Regions from separate parts of the Mus musculus genome. Here all the other regions are linked to region 1. The links are chromatin contacts, called in public Hi-C maps. All regions are on one chromosome and are shown on one strand. The core of a region is the stretch at or near the end of the contact, and the rest is flanking DNA. Distances in the headings are between cores, read along the strand shown.

Region 1 (2,643 bases), core at 59-2,558:
TGTTAGTCGTTATTTTACTTTTTCTGTCTTAAGTCTGTTCAGATATGGGGCTGAGATAAGAGATTCAGATATAGATTGAGAGCATAATTGCCCTTTAGGGAAGCCTATTCATGAGCTGCCGTAGGACCCAGACCTGGCTTGGCTGTGGTTCTGAGGGATGATAGTAAATACGAATTTTTATCTAAGTGAAGCATGCTTATGACTAACTCTCATGAAAACTTACATATTATGAGAGTGTATTTGGGTCTTATTTTAAGACATGCTGTTGTATAAATGTACATCGTCGAGTAAGGATTGCAGGTGGATTTCTATCCTCCAGAGATAGGTGTGGTGGGACTCCAAAACTTACAGTATTGCTTCAGAGAAAAGGTTACCAGTCACTTGTTAAGAGACTATACTCTTCCTTGCTTATCACTAACACAAAGTACAACCACTGTTTAGCACTAGAACGGGGGAAAACATATGATAGCAAGTCAGAGAAAACTTGAGGGATTGTCCATCCATTTTTAGCTAGTTTATGGAACAAACCAGTTGAACTGCAGAATTAAATATGAGATAAGGAAATACATACTTTTGAAAATACAAATTGAATTATTTTGGAAGTATTTATATAGCATATAAGTGTCTAAATATCCATATTTTTGTCTTTAGATTATGGCATTAAAACCATATGACTTGAGGAGGCGATTATATGTAATATTTAGAGGAGAAGAAGGTCTTGATTATGGTGGCCTTGCAAGGTAAACTTAAAAATGTACTGCTTTGGAATAAATCTCTTTTGTCATCTGTAGTAGATTAATTCTTTAAAAAAAATATATGAATATATTAAATTATGCTTTTTAGTAGCAACCGGAGTTATTTTAGATAACCATTATTACAATTTTCTGTATATGTGTATGTGTATGGTATGTGTGTATGTCATCTTGCATGAGTGTGGCACACACACGTGTGTGTATGGGTATATGTGCACATGTGTGTGGAGGCCTGACGTCGACATCTGGTGTCTTCCTCTATACCTTTATATGTTTAGGCATTGTGTGAGTTGGTCTGACTAGCCAGCTTTTTCTGTTATTTCCTACCTTCACATCCCAGGTACTGGGATTACAGGTGGGTCATGACCACATAGCCCGAGCACATGGGGTCTGGTGAAGAGAGAACTTAGATTCCCCTGCCTACATGGCAAGTGCTTTCGGCACTGAGCCATCAGAGGCTCCAGCCATTAGGATTACTCTTCTGTACTTGCTAATGCTCTCATCAAATGGCTGCATAGTATTTCACATATGGTATGGCGTAATCGATGGGTTCACGGAAGGTTACTTGTTAACTTTGCTATTTCAGTGTTGCAAGTCACTTTTATTTGTGCTCTTGCTCTGATCTGAGTTTACTTAGAAAATGAAATTTTCTGCATTTACTGAATAGACTCTTAAGAGTGGATACCTGTGAAGTAGTTAGTGAATAGTCTTTGTTTTCCCCTTTGGTTGCTTAACACAAATCTATATTGGCATTTGTTTTGTTTTGTTTTGTTTTCAAGACAGTATTTCTCTGTGAAGCCTTGGCTGTCCTGAAACTTGCTCTGTAGATCAGTCGATCAGGCTGGCCTTGAACTCACAGAGATCTGCCTTCCTCTGACTCCTGAGTGCTGGGATTAAAGGCTTGAGCCACCACACCTGGCAGCGTTCCTTCATTTAACAGTTTCATTAAGACTGCCTAAGAATTCAGATTTTCATAGAATTTTAGAGAATTAGACAATCACACTTTTAATTCATCTGACAAATCGCAGGACCAAGTCATACCTGGTAGAAATAGATAATTGCTGTGAATTTGTTAGTGTTTATATTAGCATCATTCTCTATCCAAATCATTATTACCATTTTCAGCTACTATTCAAGAAATATTCATAGTGTATGTAGTTTGAGTTTTTCTCAGTTTCAGAAATGTCCAGACATCGAAATGAAAGGTACATTTTAGAAGTGAGACTTTTTTATTTTCCCTTCAATGTCTGTTTTGATAACATTCACATTCTTTTTTGAACTATTGTTTGTCTTAGTTATTTGGTTATAGTTTTATGTTTTAACAGTTTAGACAGTTAAACTGTTCTTCTGTATCCTTATTTTCTTTCTTTTAATTTTTTATTTCATTCACACATTATATATTTAGATTCTTCATTGAGGTGCTTATCCAAGAATTCATTGGGTCACTATGTTCCTCTAGTTGATACATGTTTGGAAATGTTTTCTTTGTTGGGTTTCTATATAAACAACAACCTTAGTGGACAGAAGTGTCTTGCATAGCACTGTCTGTCCAGTAGTCGTAGGTACTGCTTCACTGTTGTTTTAGCATTGAATGTGAGTACTATGAAATAGGCCAAACCTTGGGTCAGAAAACCTTCTCTGAGTGCAAACATTGTACCTTAAAGTTCACTAGTTTCATTGCAGATCGTTTGGTCTCTCTCTCTCTCTTTTTTTAAAGGAACATATTAAGAGCTTTAATTTCAGGGAAGTTTCCTTCTATTTTATCTTTGAATATGTTTTTCTGTTCTATTTGTTCTTTTCTTTCTTCAGGAACATCAGTCATGGGTATGTGGAATCTCCTTTGTCAGTCAACATGTCTGTCATCTTTTCTCTAATCATTCTGACCCCAGTG
Region 2 (2,643 bases), core at 86-2,585, 370 kb before region 1:
GAACATGGCAGCGCTGGGGTCCCCCATCACTGAATGTAGGGATGAACGATCAGCATAGGGCCTAACAGCACCCGCCCAGTAACAATCTCTACAGCCACAAACAAAAAACTGACTAGATATCCCCAAAAGAGTAGTAGGTGTGAGCACATGTTCACATGACCTGATTCTATAACAGCATGCAGTTGAGAAAAGCCAAAGGAAAAAATAAACTCACAAGCGCCTGTTTGCGTGAGCATTGTTACACAGGCTTGAAGTAACAGGTAATGCCATACTTCTGGGTCCTCAAGGTCTAACTAGAGTTTGTGTTGGGAAATTCTTTTCTTTTAGGAAATTCCTTTGAAGTTTTTCCTGTTTTGTATTGTTTGTGGTGTTTTTTGCCATACTTGGTGCTTATCCAATAAAATTAGTTTCATAAACCCAGGGCATGTTGGAAATCCGCAGCCTGCTGATCACTGACTACTTTCTCCGTGCCAAGCACAGGGTTTGGCACATCTTGTTCTAGCATTCCAGGTTAATGTGCAATTCTCGAAACTACTGTCATGTCCTCACAGTTACTGAACAGATAAGGGTGCTGACCCCAAGAGGGACAAAGTCAAGGTCGCATCTCCCTGACCCCAAGGCCCCATCTCTCTTGGCCCCAAGGCCAGTGTGTTGTGAATACCTGAAACATAAAAGAAATCATCTGTACTGCCCTGGGTTTCAAACATGCCAAACTGTGCATTTAGCTCTATTAACATAGTCTTTTTCAAGATGCCTTTAGATGTCCATTTCGTCGTCCTCTGTCCACACCTAGTTATCTATTCAGTTAACACAGCTGAGCACCCCGGGGGTCAGGGATCTCCACTTTGTTTAATTCCCAAGGACCCTAGTAGTCCACGGGATGTCCTCCGCGGCGGCGGGGACCAAAACATCGGCGGGGGCGAAATCGGGGTTCTGGGCGCGCCTGCAGTCACACTGCCACGCTCGGCGCGCGTGGATTCCGCCGTCGCCGAGCTCTGCCCGCCCCCGGTGCACACTTACGCGCCAGGCCAGATCCAGATCGAAATCCCGGGCGCGCAGGAAGCGCAGCAGGAAAGCGTCTGTGAGAGGCTGCGGGGTCTGCGGGACGCCTGCCTCCTGCACCCGGCGCCTGAGCTCCGCCAGGCCGGGCTGGAGCAGCGGCGAGTGGTCGGGCAGCTCGTTGAGCTGTTTCCCAACCAATGGCCCCGGCCGCATCTCTGCCATGCCCGCCGTGCTGTCCCGGCGACAGGGGGGAAAAGTGCGGGCCCAGAGCCACCCTCCGCCCCCCGCCGTGGCCGCCGCCCCACGCACACTCACCCGGGCCGCCCCGATCTCCCGTGCCCCGCCGGTGCAAGGGTCACGGCGCCCTCTTAAAGAAGCCCACGTGGTGCCCTCCGGTGCTCACCAGGGTAACCGCAGCCAGTCCCAGGGAAGGAAAGTCACTAGTGTTGAACCTAAAGAACGGGAAGTCGAAAAGTTACTTGGGATGTTTATAATCAGGCTGCCAGAGACTTTTCTCACCCTTTCCTCGTTGCCCTTCCCCCTCTGTCCGTTTTGGAATCAGGGAACACTGTAAACGGCTCTTTAATTAGCTTGGGTAGCAGACACTCAGGAACCCTCCTCCTGACCCCTTCCTTAAGGCTGAGCTCAGGCCATCTCTGGCATTCTAACTAGTTTCCAAAATGTAACTCAAGGAAGCCACCTTTGGCAGTCTCCTCCTCCTCCTTGCTTCTCTCCAGGAAAATGCTTTCCAGATCTTGGCATCTGGCTCTACTAGAGAAAGGAGAGCGGGTGGGGGAGGTCACATTTTAAACACTAACGATGTATGTGTTTAGATGCCACCAGTCTCTCAATCAAAACCCTTACTTAAGGAACCTGAAGGATGTCTGCTGAAGAATACACAGAGATGACCGCGAAATCTGAATGAACACACGGAAGTATTTTTTCCTTCATTTCCATTAAAATTATCCTACACTTGAACTGCCACCTGAACAGAAGAAAGTCCACAAAACTAACTCCTCTTAATATGCAGTGCATGTTCACAAAACACTGATTTTGCGAGTGAAAGAGGCCTTAAAGGAACTCAGAGCAAGAATGTCTGATGGAGTGGCTCTTGGGTAGAGACCATGTTCCGATTATTGAGGATATCCTCAAAACAGAACTCTTGCCTTGGAGACGTTTTTCATTTTTGTGTGGGCTGGAAGTAAAAGGAGCAGAGGTAAATCTCCTCCATGGTGTAGGAGAACATTAAGCAAACACCAGGGAACAAGGCCAAGCGGCTGTGTTGTGGTGTGAACCCCTGAATCACAAAGAGAGCTGGCTGGGGTGCTTGGTTACCGGGCTGAGAGCTTTGAATTCTATACTGAGGAAGGAGAGGGAACAGTATTAAATAACCAGGATCCAATCTGAAAACTGTTAAGTCTCAAACCCTGGGACAAGTAGCTAGGTGCCTTTTAATACATCAAAGTGGAGCTGTCCCCTAGGTTGTCCCAGCATCTCTCAGTCCCTACTTGTTAGAGGGCATGGCAGGTATGCTCCACCCCACCGTCTCCCTGCCAGCCCTCCAGCCCAGGGTGTGGGCCGTCCTTCCAGAGAAGCTCATCCCTATATAATCCAGCCGGTTTGTTACCTTCCCTCTTTAGT
Region 3 (2,643 bases), core at 66-2,565, 320 kb before region 1:
CAGTAGGTGGCTCATAGCACCGAAATTCCCACTACAGAGGATTCTGTTCATTCCTCTGGCTTCTGTCAGCACCTGTGAACATGCATGCACACACACACATGCACACGCACACACAGGCACACACTCACGTGCACATACAACGGCATGAGTCCTTGTGGAGGGGAAAGGCACGCATTAGACATAGCTGCTATGAGCTCATATGTGCAATGTTCTGCAAACACTGTCGCACTGCAGATGCCCACTGCCTCTGCCTAGTGTTCTCAGCTTTGACCCTCTAGACTCTGATGAGCTCCCTTGTACCATGGAACTGAGAGACCTTCTGACTCAGTGCCAAGCCCTCTGCAGAGACATGATGGCCTGTATCCCTCTTATTATGGTCCTGACCCATTTTGTCTTGAACACATTTCTCCTGATCCCTTTGTCCACAACAGTCTCTCTAAATACAAATTTTCTGGGACTGACATATGACATTTGGCATAAATTATAATATAGTTCTTCAAGATCCTCTAACTGCATGGAGTATCCTCTGGTGATAGGACACCATGACAGAGTCCTGCTTTTGGGCTGGAGGAGCTTAGCTGGCAAGCTTATGTTGCTGGCAGTGTGATAAATGCAGGTCAGTAAATTACAAAGAAAGGGGGAGTTGATTCTCTGTGGAGATGAGTAATATTTACAGTACAACTTTGCATAAAATTGTACCCTATTTTTTCTTTGTGTTTGCACATAAATTATAAGCATTCAAAGCCTACTTTTCTCATTATTTCTTAATTTATGTTCTTAAATTTTTCTTTGTTTATATTCATCACATGAAAACATTTTCATACTTACATATCTTATGCATGGGAAGGAACCCCCATCCCCCGGGCTTTGGTTTGCATTCTTACTTCTTGGATTCACACAGAAGTCAATGACTGAATCCCAAATTCCTGATTCTAGATCTTCTGTGTGCCTCATGGTGATCTTGGGTAATGTCTTTCACGTCTTAGCTTTGGCAGTTTCCTAGCACAGTGTTTAGGAAATGCTAGGGTAAGAAGCACATGATTATTCTCTGTGGTTGCTGTGTCTGCTTGAGACACAGCCTTGCTATGTACCTCAGACTTGGGTCAACATTTTGACCCTGACTCCAATTCCCAAGAGCGGGTGTGACAGGTTACAGGTACAGGTTCGATGTTTTTATTTTTAAAACTTTTTCAGAAGCTTGATAATGTCCCTGCCCTGCAACCATAAAGTCCTGACTTTGAACACAAGAACCCACACAAGAAGAAGTTATGGTAACACATGCTTGCAATTTCACCACAGAAGAGCTCGAGACAGGCAGAGTCCCCGAGGCTGCTCAGTCAGTAAACAGTCCAGACTAATTGGTAAGTACCAAGTCAGGGGAGAACCTGTCTCAAAAAACAAAAGAACTACAGCAGCAACAACAACAAAAACCACTGGAGAAATGATACCTTCATACACACACACACACACACACACACACACACACACACACACACACACACACCATCATTTTTTAATTGATTGAAGAAATTAGAACATCTTAGCATTACAAACTTGCCTGCTCTTTGCACCCTGGGAACCTCTAGTGCAGATGAGTCCTGTCCGTTAGGATCCTGGATGTGTTCCGCATTGCAACCTCTTCCTTTCTTCCAGTCTTACTTCTTAGGTGCATTTCCTTTTTTTCCTGTATATTTAGAGCAAATATATCAATTAAACATTTTCCAAACTAATTGTAAAATGAAAGTAAACCTTTCCCTCTTAGCCCAAATATCCTGCTTTTCTCTAGAAGCAATCACTGTATTTTTTAGTCAGATCAAGTTTCTGAGGACATGTTTGTCACACTGAGGATGTCATAATGCAGGACCCTTCTACATCTTCTTTCTTTAATTTAAAACAATGAACTATCATACACTCTAACATACATATTTATTCTATCATTATAATATCTGCATATATTTCCAATTCCTGGATGTAGCATTTTTGAAATATATTAATTTATTATTAAATCTATTAATTTGTGATTTCTGTTACATAAGTAATGATGTTTTATAGACTTTTGCACATTTGGCAATAATATGTAGGAGTAATTTCTAGAAATGCCACTGTGAATTTAAGAGCTGTGCCCTCTCTCCCAGTCTTAAGCAGGCAGGCTCAGACCTGGTTTGCCACAGTTGTTAGCCCACCTAGGGACAGGTCAGAAGGAGTATAGACATTCAGACTGAAGCCAAGCACAGTCACCAGTCACCATAATTCGCAGGCAGGACCATGGAGCATAAATAAATTTTATGCCCCAGTCCAGCTAATTTTTAATAAATAAAAAGGGAGGAATTGTGCCCTTGCCTCAGCCTTGAGCAGGCTGTCTCAGACCTGGTTTGCCACAGTTGCTAGCCCACCTAGGGTGGAGACTTCCAACCTAGGTAAAGTCTATTGTCCTGACACAAATACAGTTTCCTCCAAGATGCCACTACCTGCTGAGAGGCTGAGCCTGTTTTTCTGACAGATTCTGACAAAGTGACCATGAGATCCTGGCATAGGGAGAGATGCCCCTGGCCCTTATATGCTAAGACTCATAAGTAAACATTGGGCCTTGATCAGAGAACTGTGTCTTGGCTCATTATTTCTCTCTCTGATTTTCCCACTCTG

Evidence for each region. A called contact is a pair of places that touch in the nucleus more often than the background predicts.
Region 2: a Hi-C map of liver shows a contact between it and region 1, with 3 times the contacts expected there. The contact joins the promoter of Ttpa here to the enhancer-like site in region 1. A contact is called at or near these places in 5 of 39 promoter capture datasets (hematopoietic stem and progenitor cells, hippocampal neurons, liver and 1 more), 1 of 484 Hi-C or Micro-C datasets (liver) and 2 of 9 other capture datasets (embryonic stem cells and liver).
Region 3: a contact with region 1 is called in a Hi-C map of liver, with 2.7 times the contacts expected there. The contact joins two enhancer-like sites. A contact is called at or near these places in 3 of 484 Hi-C or Micro-C datasets (bone marrow-derived macrophages, liver and nephron progenitors).

What each region holds. Positions count from the first base shown.
Region 1 is chr4:19,633,351-19,635,993 of GRCm38.p6, reverse strand. Wwp1 (WW domain containing E3 ubiquitin protein ligase 1) reads left to right here. Exons shown (of 25, transcript NM_177327.5): 17 at 652-740. Among named protein-coding and RNA genes, the nearest start is that of Gm42259, 16 kb to the right of the region's middle. Within about 2 kb of position 1,308, at least 3 of the 459 cell types and tissues checked have an H3K27ac peak or open chromatin away from gene starts, as enhancers often do. A contact at or near this core is called in liver, where this site is marked.
Region 2 is chr4:20,007,021-20,009,663 of GRCm38.p6, reverse strand. It overlaps Ttpa (tocopherol (alpha) transfer protein), which reads right to left and starts at 1,335. Exons shown (of 5, transcript NM_015767.4): 1 at 1,021-1,335. The coding sequence starts at 1,224.
Region 3 is chr4:19,949,138-19,951,780 of GRCm38.p6, reverse strand. No RefSeq gene overlaps it. Among named protein-coding and RNA genes, the nearest start is that of Atp6v0d2, 28 kb to the right of the region's middle. Within about 2 kb of position 1,315, at least 9 of the 459 cell types and tissues checked have an H3K27ac peak or open chromatin away from gene starts, as enhancers often do. A contact at or near this core is called in liver, where this site is marked.